Regions from separate parts of the Mus musculus genome. Here region 2 is linked to region 1. The links are chromatin contacts, called in public Hi-C maps. All regions are on one chromosome and are shown on one strand. Each heading gives the region's core, a stretch centred on a gene start, on an enhancer-like site or on the middle of the called end of the contact. The rest is flanking DNA. Distances are from core to core; before and after follow the strand shown. Region 1 has its middle 20 kb from the start of n-TGccc3. Region 2 holds the start of Rngtt (RNA guanylyltransferase and 5'-phosphatase).

Evidence for each region. A called contact is a pair of places that touch in the nucleus more often than the background predicts.
Region 2: a contact with region 1 is called in a Hi-C map of B cells, with 7 read pairs. The contact joins the promoter of Rngtt here to the enhancer-like site in region 1. A contact is called at or near these places in 4 of 39 promoter capture datasets (hippocampal neurons, liver and stem cell-derived epiblast-like cells), 1 of 484 Hi-C or Micro-C datasets (B cells), 1 of 115 datasets of contacts at active chromatin or transcription factors (large pre-B cells) and 1 of 9 other capture datasets (liver).

The regions. Positions count from the first base shown.
Region 1 is chr4:32,246,895-32,253,411 of GRCm38.p6, reverse strand. It overlaps a transcript of Bach2 not described here. Among named protein-coding and RNA genes, the nearest start is that of n-TGccc3, 20 kb to the right of the region's middle. Within about 2 kb of position 2,986, at least 343 of the 459 cell types and tissues checked have an H3K27ac peak or open chromatin away from gene starts, as enhancers often do. A contact at or near this core is called in B cells, hippocampal neurons and stem cell-derived epiblast-like cells, where this site is marked.
Region 2 is chr4:33,306,430-33,312,946 of GRCm38.p6, reverse strand. It overlaps Rngtt (RNA guanylyltransferase and 5'-phosphatase), which reads right to left and starts at 2,636. Exons shown (of 16, transcript NM_011884.3): 1 at 2,423-2,636. The coding sequence starts at 2,486.

The sequences.
Region 1 (6,517 bases), core at 1,737-4,236:
GTGTTTTTCTTATTGATTCATGTGTTTGCTTTTTACATATGCTAGGCCCATCCAATATACAGGCCACCAATATTAACTACTATTTTGGGTTTGTTTTCTCATTCTTTGTGTTGTCACTAGTGAGCATTCAGCTTTTTTTGCAAATAATAATGCTGAAAGGCTCCTTGTATGTCTTTATTATTATTATTATTATTATTATTATTATTATTATTATTAGAATTACCAGGCAGGCAGTGGTGGTGCACACCTTTAATCCCAGCACTAGGGAAGCAAAGGTACATAGATATCTGGGTTTGAAGCCAGCCTGGTCTACAGAGCCAGGTCCAGAACAGCCATGGCTACACAGAGCAACCCTGTTTTGAAAAATCACAAAATAAAATTTAAAAAAATTAAAATTAAAAAGAAAAAAGAATTGCCTAGGTCTACAATTAGAATCCTCCATATCTTTCTAAGCAATGAATTTTAAGGAGGTCTAATTTGTGGACAGTCAAGAAAAAGACTCTTGCTGGGCATGGTGGTCCATGCCTTCAATCCACTACTCAGGAGGCAGAAGCAGGAAGATCTCTGTGCCTTCTAGACCAAGTTAGTGTGCATAGCGAGTTTCAAGCAAGCCAGAGCTACAGAACGAGTCCTTTCCTTAAGGAGGGGAGGGGATGCTGCTGCTAACAGCCAACGCAGAATAGAACCCGAAGCTGTAGGCATAGCGGCCAACAGGAATGAAGTCCCCTTCAGCGAACCCCACACCATCTTGAGGACACTCCAGATCCAGCTCCACTCTTCAGAGCGTTCCTTCCCTCCAGTCCTTGCTGTCCCCTCTCTCTGTGCAGCTCAGTCCTTGCCATCCTCTCTCTCTGTGCAGCTCACACCACACTGATCTCTACTGCTCACTCGGGCCCCTGGGCACACACGGCTGTCGTGAAACAGACACAGCATCGTCAACATCAACCACAGCCTGTCTCTAGGTAGCCTGCCATTTACACCGAGTTCTTAACAGAACCGTGGGAGAAGAGCGGGCCTGTAATGCAGACGTTCATTCAAAAGGTAGTTTTAGAATAAACTTGAAAAACTTCAGAACCAAAATATAACTCACAATTTGGGAACCAGTGTGAAGCAGAAATGCACCTGTAGTCTCAGGGCAGGAACAGGTTTTAAGAGCTTTAAATATCTTGCCGAGGCGTCTGTGCTTTTTCTGTGGGCAGAAAAACACAGCAGGTGGAGTTCAGAGTGAGGCCCAAGGAGCCAATTCACTCCCTCCCTCTTCTCCTCGGTGGCCATGTTAGCTAGCGCAACATAGAAAAGCACCAGGAATAAAAGATGCAGAGAGGACCAGAGAGGCATCCCATCAAACCCCAAAGTACCAACAGGTCAGCGTAAGACAAAAGATCCATTGTAAAAGAAGTTTCCAAGAGGCAAGACTGACGTAAAACTTCATTTAATTAAAACAAAAAAAAACCCAGAAAACACAAAAGAAAACAAACAAAAAACCTTCTGTGAGAAGCTGGCAAGAGGCTCAGAGGTTAAAAGCAGGTACCCTAGGGGGCAGTTCTCAGCAGCACCCACCCACCTCACCTGCACACATCCACACACACACATTTACTTACTTATAAATAAAATCCTACTGTGAGTGTTGTATTTATTCATTCATTCATTCATTCATTCATCTCTCATTCAAATACTACTGAATGCTGTATTTCTCTCTCTCTCTCTCTCTCTCTCTCTCTCTCTCTCCCTCCCTCCCTCCCTCCCTCCCTTCCTCCCACCCTCCCTCCCTTCCTCCCACCCTCTTTCCTCCTGTGAGTGCTCTGTGAAGGATTCACTTCCCTGACCAGGCAGAGAAGGTATAAGGCCTGCCCAGCAGCTCAGGACAAAGGGTGGTCTACACATTAAGAGGGAGCAATGGTTAGAAAGCTAAGAGCGCAGGTATGTGAGCAGGCAGGCTCCTCCTGAACCTGGAGAGTCCCTTGTTCTAACTTCAGAGTCTTTGTGGCAAAGCACTGACAGAATGGCCTGCAGCAAAAGCCAACCAAACTAGCCAGAGAACAGGCAAGGCTCCACATGTAGACTGGAGCAAGCTGGTGCTCAGGACAGCGGCAGCCCTGGCCATGGACACAGGCAGCTCGCTTCCTCTCTGTCGGGGCTGACTCTCTTCTGTGAACCCCCTTGTTGGAATCCTTTGGCCATGACTCACAGGGCAATCGGGCTACTCAGCAAGCCCACAGCCCTTCACAATAGACTGTGTAGGAGGCGCCCAGCTCCCGGTGGCCTGTGGTCTGTTCAGTTTTTTCCTTTCTGCATTCTGGGAGGATCTGCTTTTCAGCCACACTTCCCTCAAAACACAGCCCTGGAGGCAACGCTTAGTGCACAGATTTCTGAGCGATGAAATAATCCACTTTGCTTTCTTAGTCAGAGCGAAACTAAAAACAGTAAGACGAAAAAACAATGGGGTCACCATCACACCTACAAAAACACGATTTCATACTCTGGTGACATAAAGAGGTCAGGGGGGAAAAAGCTCAAACTAACATTTTCCAACCTTTCACTGAGAGCAGGGGCTAAAACCGCATGTTTTGAAGGGCTCACGCTGTGTTATTATTAGAAGTCACAATTCTATTGACACTGATGAGTCACCCCTTATCGACAGAAACCAAGACCGTCCGTCAGCATATGCTACAGTCACTGTGGCTTTCTCTTTATTACTGGTCAGAGAGCCCTCCTTTCCTGGAGAAAGCTTCTCCAGGCTAGCAAGAGGCTCTGTCTCAGCCCCTGCTCAGCTTTCCCTGCGCCAGCTCAGCAGCTTTGCATCATCGTCTGGGAGTCTAGGATGATCTGATCAACTCCCGTCCACAAAAGGAAGTTTATGTAGCGACCTCAGAAAAAACAGCATTTCACACTTTCTGACGAAAAACCCAAACCGGAGCTATGTAAACAAAACAGGCAGAGGGAGTCAGCTAAGTCAGGTGACAGCATCTTCCTGACCCCAGGCTAGGCGCTTTGTTTTTGTTTTCACATCAATAGCCAGCAACAGATATAAACAAAGGCTGTGGTCACCAGGGGACGACTTCACTTGCTAGTCACACCCCCTTACTGGCCCTGCCTCCTGTTTCTGCTGCCCACAGAGGGAGAAATGGGCCAAGTGTCTGTAATGCCAAGGAAGTCCACTTCAAGTTTTAAAAAGTCCTTGAGGGGGTGCTAAGTCGTTAACAGCAGAATCTCTCCTTACCCATTTGTCTGGGTTTGAAGATTCCCAAAACAATAAAGTGAAAGCCAATTCTTCCAGAAATGAGGTTGTGCCCTATGCTGTCCCTGTAGAGGCAGACATGTGCCTGCTTTTCCTACCAGCCAGAGGCTGTGCTGGGGAGACAGAGGGAAGAAGAACCCAGCCAGTTCACAGTGATCACAGACCCAATGACAGCCGACCTCCCACCCTCCCCAGGCCATGCTGGTCCTAAGCACCGCAGGCAGAGCAGCCAAGGGAGCCCCACAGCCCCGGCACATGAGTCAGCAAGGGGACTGCTGACTGCGCAGCACTGTGGCATGTACAATGCAGGGTGCAACAAAACCGGGACACACAAGAATCTCTGCACGCATGCACGCGCACGCGCGTGCGCGCGCACACACACACACAGACACACACACACACACAGACACAGAGACACACACACAGATACAGAGACACAGACACACACACACAGACACACACACACACACACAGACACACACACACAGACACACACACACACAGACACACATACACAGACACACACACACACAGACACACACACACAGAGACACACACACACAGAGACACAGACACACACACACACCACCGCCGCCCACTTATTACTTTCCTCTGTTAGAACAAAACATGCAGATAATCTACACCCTGGCTCAAAAATAAGTAATGACCAGTAATAATCAGGAGTGGTAATAAAAAAATTTAAAAAAAAAACAACTCACTCTCCGTGTTTCAATGTGTGGAACAGCTGCATTCAAATCTCCTGAGCCAGTTAATTTTAACTGGCTTTAATTTTAACTAGATTTAACTGCTTTTCCTCTCCTCTGACAAATCAAAATAGCTGCCCTATCGACCACAAGAACCGGTAACCGAAGCACAGTTCCTGTTTTTCGGAAGAGACTTGCATTCAAAGCCACATAGGAGGTGTTTAACATATGTGGGAATTGAAGTGTTGAATGAGGGAGACTGAAACTCAGACACGAACTCAGGCCCCATTGGCGGCTTGTACAGGACCATCTCATGCCAGACTCTGACCCACGTGCCTTCAGTTCTGCTCTCTCATTTAACACAGAATCCCAAAGTCCACGTGGAAGGTCTGGAACTCAGAACGCATTTCCTCAAAGCCAAGTGCAATGTGCCCATCAGGGGGCATCTCAGGACAGACCACAGACCACTCCAGCTTAAAAGTGTGCACTGGAGGTTGTATAACTTACAAGTGGGAAATACTACTGCAACAACGGCTCCAAGAAGAATGAAGACAGCCCCCAGCCCCACCCCCAACCAACCGAGTCTGGGAAAATGTCTAATTAGCAGAGAATGAAGGACCAAGTCTACTACGAGACTTCCGCACAAAGGGAAAAGAAAAGTATTGATAGTTATTCTCAATTTTAGTCCCAGGAGGAAGAGGATGAAGGGAGGAGGAGAACAAAGAAGAGAAGAGAAGAGCTGGTGACTAGGGAGAAGAGGTTGAGGTAAGGAGGAGAGAGAGCAGGAAGAAGGGGGAGGAGAAGGACTCAGGAAGAGTTGAAAAAAGGAAGAGAAGGAAAGGGTTCTGAGAGCTGTGGAGTCGGGGAAGGGACGATGGAGGTATATTTACCCTCAGGAACTAGAGCGCACTCTCCACTGAACTACCCTTGGGCAGAAAAGCCTCTCCACACCCTATATCACGGATGAGAAAGACCGAGTCCAGCACAGTTCCAGAGGCTGGCACTAGATGGCGCCACCAACTCAACATAGCATGGTTGCTGGAGGGGTAGCAAGCAACTCTGACTTCATCCCCCAGGAGTTGTTTACCAGGCAAGGGCTTTATCTAAAACAAGCACTGCTCCCTTAACCAGTCAGCCTCTCTTCATGTCCAGAGAGCACCACTGTGCTAACAGAAGAGGTCAAACCAATTCTGAAATAATTTCCTCAGTCCATTTTTATCAATGAAACTGGGGGGAGGGGAGTGAAGAGGATGGTGGAAGAAGTTGGGTGCACGGCCTCCCCTCACCATAATATTCATGAATTCAAGGATAATTTCAGAGGATGTTTGCCATTAACTGACAAAAATCCCAAACCCTTGGCCACGTTGTTTCCCCCTTGAAGATGAGTTTAAATGTCACATGACACACCTGTGACAGGCAGAAGAATTCAAATCCAGCGTCTCACAGGTGAAGCTCCCAGAATAACAGATCGTGGCAAATCAGCCATGTTTTACATCTTCATTTTACTGTGGTTGTGTCCTCTGATCAGCCTGTCTCCACTTCCTGCCGGTGCTGAGCTCCTGACGAGACCCCCTCACTCACCATGGCACAGAGACCATCAGCTGATCACCACAGTGGAACATTCCAGGCTTCCTCTCTTGCATACTTCTTTGCCTGTCTCTCGCTCAAATGCTGACATCTCACCGAAGTAGTGCACTGGGTATGCTGAGCAACCAATTTCCTCCTAAAACGCTATTTATACAATCCCTTTCTGATACTGGCTTGAGGTCAGAAGGGCAGGAACTGGCTATCACACCAGGTGGCCAAAGGCAACAGAGTGTAACCTGGAAGTGGCTGCAAGAGGATTCTGGGAACTGATGGCAACATGCCTGCCTAGCTTCCTTACAATTCTGATAAGGACTGCTGTCCCCAACGCTCGTCATCCCATGGAATGTGTGCGAAGGAAGGGTTAATTTGAAATGTGTCTACATTTTCCTCTCACTGAATGGTAATAATATCTTTCACAGATAATTTCTCTTTTTTTCCCTTCAGTTTGACTCTTCAGGGTTTATTCATTTGCATAATATGGAATCTTGAACCCATATAGATATTCTACAAATCAATGTGAGTAATTCTCCCACTAAATCAGCAGCTTTAATTTAAGCTCATCATTGTTTGCATAGAAATCTTCATGCACTCATCTGCCTGATTTTTTTAATCACTTAAAACCTCCAACACTGACACACTAAGTATCTCCGCATTTAGCTATCTCCAAATTTTGAACTCATTGCTAAAAAGAAATGAGCCACAGTACATTCATACGCTCTATTATTTCCCAAACTGAGCCTTTCCCGTGCACTTAAGGTTCAGCCAGCCCCAAGAATGCCTCTTGACTGAAGTGTCAATTTGCTGTCCAGTCCAGGCAGAGTGGCGCTGAGTAAGCACACAGCCGTGACCCTCACAAACCCCAGGTAACTGGGACACTTGCCAAGCAGAGTCCTTCAAACCCATTCAGATCTCCAGCTCAAAGTTGCAACATGCTAATCTGGCAAGATAATCTCTTCCTGAAACTGCCTCGAATGGGGACAAAGGTCAC
Region 2 (6,517 bases), core at 1,387-3,886, 1.1 Mb before region 1:
AAAGCTTAAAACTTTCACTTTTTCTTTTTCTAAATTTGAGGCAGGGTCTCATTATGCAGCCCCAGCTGGCTGGAACTCACTACCTAGGACAGGCTGGCCTCGATTCACCAGCCTCTGCCTCGTATGCTGGCATTAAAGGTCCGTCCCACCACACCCTGCAAATGCAAAACTGTTGGGAGAATGAAAAGACAAGCTAGAGTGGAGTTGACGAGTATAGAAGGAGCTATTTGACCAACTCAAGCGCCCTTTAAAAAGTGGGGCTCTAGGGAAGGGCAGGCATATTTGTTCCCGACATCTCGGAAGCAGAAGCAGGATCAGGAATTAAAGCTGATCCTCAAACTACATTGGCCATAGTTCAAGGCCAGCCATACAAACACACACAACGTGAGAGTGCATGATGTTTGCATTTATTAAAGGATGTACGCCATCAATGACAGAAAGCAGATCAACAGGACTACAGAAGTTTCATACAACAATGTATAGAAAGACTACTATGTGGAAGCTGTCATAATATTTTCCCTATGTCCATATGCTCAAACAGTCTCTAGGCAGCCACACAGTGGGTTACATAAGAAAAAAAATTGTATATTAAGGTGAAGTGTTTTAGGTAAACTGAATGGAACACATACCAAGAGCATGAGATTTAAACGTGTATGGGTTTTATGTTTAAACTCCCCTTTTTGAAGGTTTATGTATGTGTGTGCATGTGATAATTATGAGTATAATCCACATGTATGCAGGTACTAGAAGAAGCCAGAAGAGGCAATCAGATGTCCTGGAAGTGGAGCTGCAGGTGGTTGTGCGCCACTCTTCATGTTCTCTGGAACAGCAGCACTGAGACAACTCCCACGCTCCTAAAACTCATGTTTAAAGCAAGTTACTTGGCCATGACTTGGTGTCAGCATGGCCAGGTCTAGAGACGAACTGTAGCAGCAGAGCCCGTGGGTCCTTGTTAGTCTTAGAATGCCACCACTCCCATTTATCTGTCACCACATAATTGGTGCTTACTGGAATCTCCTGCCATGGGTACAAGTGTTCATACAAGTGTTACATCCACATAATGTAAAGCAACATAAATAAGAGAGGGGGGAGCAAGAAATTTTGAAGGTGGCAAAAATTCTGAGACTCCCTAAATTTAATTCCAAATGACGCCAGAAAAGATACCCAGTTAACCACCACATCCTGACCCACGCATAACACAACTGTTTCTTCCTATATGTGCTGAAATCTTCACATAAGCTCCATCCTAAAACTTCCTGCTTTGTGTTACCCAGCACAGCTTTAAAACAAAAAGTTACAGTTTTAATATACAGGTTTTAGCTCAAGAGTTAAGAAAAAGCCGGGCGTGGTACACGCCTTTAATCCCAGCACTCGGTAGGCAGAGGCAGGCGGATTTCTGAGTTCGAGGCCAGCCTGGTCTACAAAGTGAGCTCCAGGACAGCCAGGGCTATACAGAGAAACCCTGTGTCGAAAAAATACAAAACAAAACAAAAAAAAAAAAAAGAAAAAAGAAAGAAAGAAAAGAAAAAGAGAGTCACTCAGAATAAAGACAACCAGAAAGCAAGGGTGTGGGCTTCTAAGAGAGTGTGGGTACCAGCTAGCTCCTCAATAGGGAGCCACAGCTCACTGTATTTTGCCTGGTGTTCAGATAGCTAAAAAGAGAGAAAGGAAACGCTTATGTCTCATAACTCCGATAAGGAGACTTAGCAGATCTTTGCAAACACCTGCCCGATAATTACTCTATAGCTGAGTAAATCCTGTGAAAACAGAACTTGTATTCCTTCCTCAATTTTAATCACAAAAATGTTTTTGGCTTCTAGGTCCAGCAGACAAAGTTCCTAATTGCTATCTAACCCGGTTGCTGGTAACTGTGGAGCCTGGTCCTTTAAAGTTACCATGTGCGATGTCTCCACGGATTCAGAGAACTGTGCCTCCGTTATTTCATGTGTATTCCCTGGAATACATGTGTGTGGTCCAAAACTATCAAACTGTACACTTTGAAGTCACTGTTCTTTTAGCCAAGCAGTGACCCGAGCCTATAATCCCAGCTCGCAAGTTCGGGGATGAGTCCACTATACGTCAAACTCAAGATGGCAACATTCCGCAAAAAGTCAATTTTTAATAACAAAACCAAAAGTCCCCCGCTATCCAGCCTCGCGTCTCTTTAAGCTTTCCTTCAATTTCCAGGCTCACACCCAGCTACTCTCTTTCCGAAAACAAGTCTCGCCAAGACAGCGAGACCCAGTCTCCAAAATATCACAAAGAGGTTCACAAACTTTAAGCTCTAGAAGCGTCTGGTCCACCTCCGGTCCTCACTCCTCCGCCTTGCGGGAGTCCCGACTGGCGACCACCAAGCGCGCGGTCCCCCAGGCCCGGCCGGCGCAGTGAGATTCGAACCCTCCCGCAGCCCCCTCCCGGGTACCTGCCACCGGCTGACCGCGCCGCGGACAGTTCAGCCACCGCGGCGGGATCTTGTTGTAAGCCATGTCTGTGCCGCCTCGCCGATAGCTCCACAGCAAACCAGCCCGGACCCCAACGGCAGCAGCTCTACCCGGGTCCTCAGCGGCGCGCCACTTTCATTCAGGTTCGACTCCGCGGCTCCCGGCGAACCCACAATGCACTGCGACTTCCGCCCCAAAGGGCCCGCCCCCTTTCTTCCGAGGTCAGGCGAAATGGAAGCCCCGCCCAAGTGAGGGAGGGGAAGCTGCTGAGAACTAGATAGGCGGTTCCACCTGGCCCGCCCCCTTCAGCCCCGCCCCTGTATCTCAGGGCGCCGGCCTCTGCCACGCCCCGCCCCTGTTTTGCCTTTGTGAGTACTCTAATGACTGGTGTCTCTTTTTTTCCATCTAAACCGGAGAAACCCCCAAAGTAGAAGGAATCCAAGCTTCTTTCCACCTGTGGACTGACCTGCTACATTCAGAAGGGTATTTCACAGGTGAAAAAGTGCTTTTCCGTTAATCATAGCTCAAATTTGATGTCTCTGCTGGATCTGGGTCATTTGAGAATCCTCCCTTTACCTGCATCAAAAAGTCCGGAAAACCAGAGTCTAGGTTATTATAAATGAGTTTTCTTTTTTTGGCGAAGTGTAGGGGACGTGCTTCCGACGACCCATAAAACATCAAAAATTAGTTCCAGAAGCCTTAAGACTATCATTTCTGGAGCAGATGGTTTTGATGTGGTGTTTGTTTGTTTTGTTTATTGCTGGTTTTCACCTTTTTTTTTTTTTTTTTTTTTTTTTTTTTTTTGGTTTTTCGAGACAAGGTTTCTCTGTATAGTCCTGGCTGTCCTGGAACTCACTTTGTAGACCAGGCTGGCCTCGAACTCAGAAATCCACCTGCCTCTGCCTCCCGAGTGCTGGGATCAAAGGCTTGCGCCACCACACCCGGCTTCGCCCATTCTTGAGATTTAAAACACCATATGAAAAGCTGTAGCTATAAGCTTGGTTGTGGGCCACTAGGAGCAAGCTGGTTCTTCCTTATAATCCCTTCAGTCATCAACTTGACATGCCTGAGAAGAGGAAACCTCGATTGAGGACCTAATTGACCTGTGGCCCTGTCTATTGGGCATTTTCTTGATTGCTAATTGTGGTGGTTTGACTGTGCTTTGCCCATGGGAAGGGGCACTGTTAAGTATGGCCTTATTGGAGGAGGTGTAGCCTTGTTAGAGGAAGTGTGTCACTGTGGGGTGGGCTTTGAGGTCTCTGTGTGTGTGCGTGCGTGTGTGTGTGTGTGTGTGTGTGTGTGCACGCGTGCGCGCACGCACGCACGCTCGCACATGATCAAGTCTGGCAGAGACAGTCTCCTCCTAGCCGCAGTTGGATCAAGACATAGAACTCTCAGCTTTCTCCAGCACCATGTTTGCCTGGATACTGCCATGTTTCATGCCTTTATGATAATGGACTGAACATCTGAACCTGTAAGTCAGCTACAATTAAATGTTGTCCTGGTCATGGTGTGACTTCACAGCAATGGAACCCCAAACTATGACACTAATCAATGGCAGAGAGCCAAGCCATTCCTGATCCGATGGGTTAGTGGTTCTCAACCTTCCTAATGCCGAGACCCTTTTAATACAGCTCCTCATGATATGGGGCCCCAGCCATAAAATTATTTTTGTTGCCACTTCATAACTTAATTTTGCTACTGTTATGAATTGTAATGTAAAAATTTTTTAATTTTTGAAGATAGAGGTTTTCTAGGGACTTGCAACCAGGAGGTTGAACACCAAAATCAACTGGCAAGGCTGTATAGGGAAGCTAGCTGAGCAAGCCAGGGATGTCAGCCTGAGTTTCTCCAGAGTTCCTGCCTTCAGGCTCCTGCCCTTGCTTCCTTTCTTGATGGACCAAAAGGCCAAAGAAATCCTTTCCTCCCGAAGGAGCTTTCAACCAGGGTTTGATTTACAGTGACAACAAAAGTAATCAAACGAAGGCTCAAAAGAATAAATCTAAATCCTACCTCTGGCCTTAGGTGAAGGGAGGCACAATCTGACTAAATTTACAGCTTTTTTTTTTTTTTTTACTATTGATCCCACCCTTTAGAGTGTCAATCATCTGACCAGGAGAGCTGCTAGTTTGCCTAGGCAGGCCTGCTGAGGAGTTGGAAGGAATAATTTCTGCTTATTCTCCCCCTAATGAGATACTGTATTTACATACCCAAAGTCCTCCCCCCCCCCCCCCGTAATAGAGTTACTTAAAGATTTTCACTAATTCTCTCTGCTTTCTGCCTGTTTCTTAATTTTAAAAAAGCATAACTTTTCTTTCCTTCTGATTGCCTTTTTTTTTTTCTAATATTGGTCAAAATCGAAATCGTACCCATGCTTGCTTACCCTGACATTACAGACAATCTCATTCTCTCTGTAAAGCCCCGGTCATGTGACAGGTTCTTCAGAATTGAAACATTCCCTCCAAGTTGAAAGACTCACACAAAGTGTGAGACCTTTGAGCCTCAGGAGGTGAACAGTTATCTGAAAACAGGAAATTGGAAGACACCTGAGGGCTGCTACCCACACTGCGGGAAGATAGGATGAGAAAAGATAGTCAATGATAGAGTTGCGTATGAGCTCGGTAGAAAGCGCCGGGGTTGTAGATTTTCTGAATCGTCACCCACATTGGACTAGGCTTTCTAACCTTGCGTTTTGAGTTACCCCTGCTCCTCGTCACTAACCGCTGACTCACACTCCTGTAAGTGACCTCACTAAAACCTCATTGGTTCACCAAGTTGGAAACAAGTGTACCCATGACTCTGTCGTGGGCTCCCTTTGGAGGGTAGGAAATATATGTGTTGTGTCTCCCCAGCAAATGTCTGTCACACAACATCCCAGGATCCGAGAAGTTGCTTGCCAGCGTCTGCAGCCTAACCGTAATGCCGCGGGCCTTCTCTGTCTTGCTGATCTCCGGCCCCCTCTTCCCAGAATCTACCACTGCTTACAGATTGCCTACTTTGTTTGTTTTCTCTGCCCTAAGCTTCCTTCAGTCAGTTCCTTCAATCAGTTCCTGCGTGGTTGTGTTCAGCTCACTATGTTCTTTTTATTCAGTTGAGGACCATCCATGAAATGGCGCCACCTGTATTCAGAGTAGGTCTTTCTACCACAGTTAACCAGACTGAGAAAAACCGTCACAGCCCTGCCTCTAGGCTAACCGAATCTAAACAGTCTCCCCTTGAGGGCCCTTCTCAAGTGACTCTAGGTGATATCAAGTTTATAAGACCAGTAGGCACCTCTCAGTGGCAAGTTGGCTATAATATAACAGCCTGACTTCACAAGCACAAATTCTCTCTTTGAACTGCACAAGGAGCTGTAGTTCCTCTGGAACAATGGTTCCTCTGGCAAAACTACTTGCCACTCAAGTCTGACAGAAGTGGAGAACTAACTCCAAAACTTATCATCTGGCTTCCATACTTCTGCCATGGTACTAACATGTCTAAATCCAGGCACTCATACAGACATATTTAAACAAATCTTTTTGTTTTTTTTTTTTTAAAAAAATTATCTGTGTAAAGATTCACATCTTCAATCCTAGACTTAGGAAACAGAGACAAACAGCGCTCTTAAGTTTGGGGGCAGCCTGGTCTACATATAGCGTTCCAGACTAGCCAGGACTCCATAGTGAGACTCTGTCTCCAAATAAATTTGGGGTTTTTAAAACATTTTACTGATTTATCATTTCACATCATGGACCCCGTCCCCTCAAATCTACCCTCCACCCTTGGAACCTCCAGCCAAAAGAGAAAACACACAGCAAAATAAATAACACAAAGCATAGAAAACAGCTCATCGTGGAAGCTGTAGTGTGTCACAGTGTGTCCCACAGTACATCCTTCTGTCCACACATCTTCACTTGTAAATGTTCACTGCAGTGAGTCGTTGGTCTAGTTTGAGGTTTCTGGCTTCTGTGACACTGACAATACTGCTTTCTCTTCCTGACTATTCTATTGTTGTCCTATGTCATGGAAATCCTGCAGTTTTAGATCCAAAAGACTGGACCTTTCATGTGCCCCAACAATTCACAGATGGTGTAGAT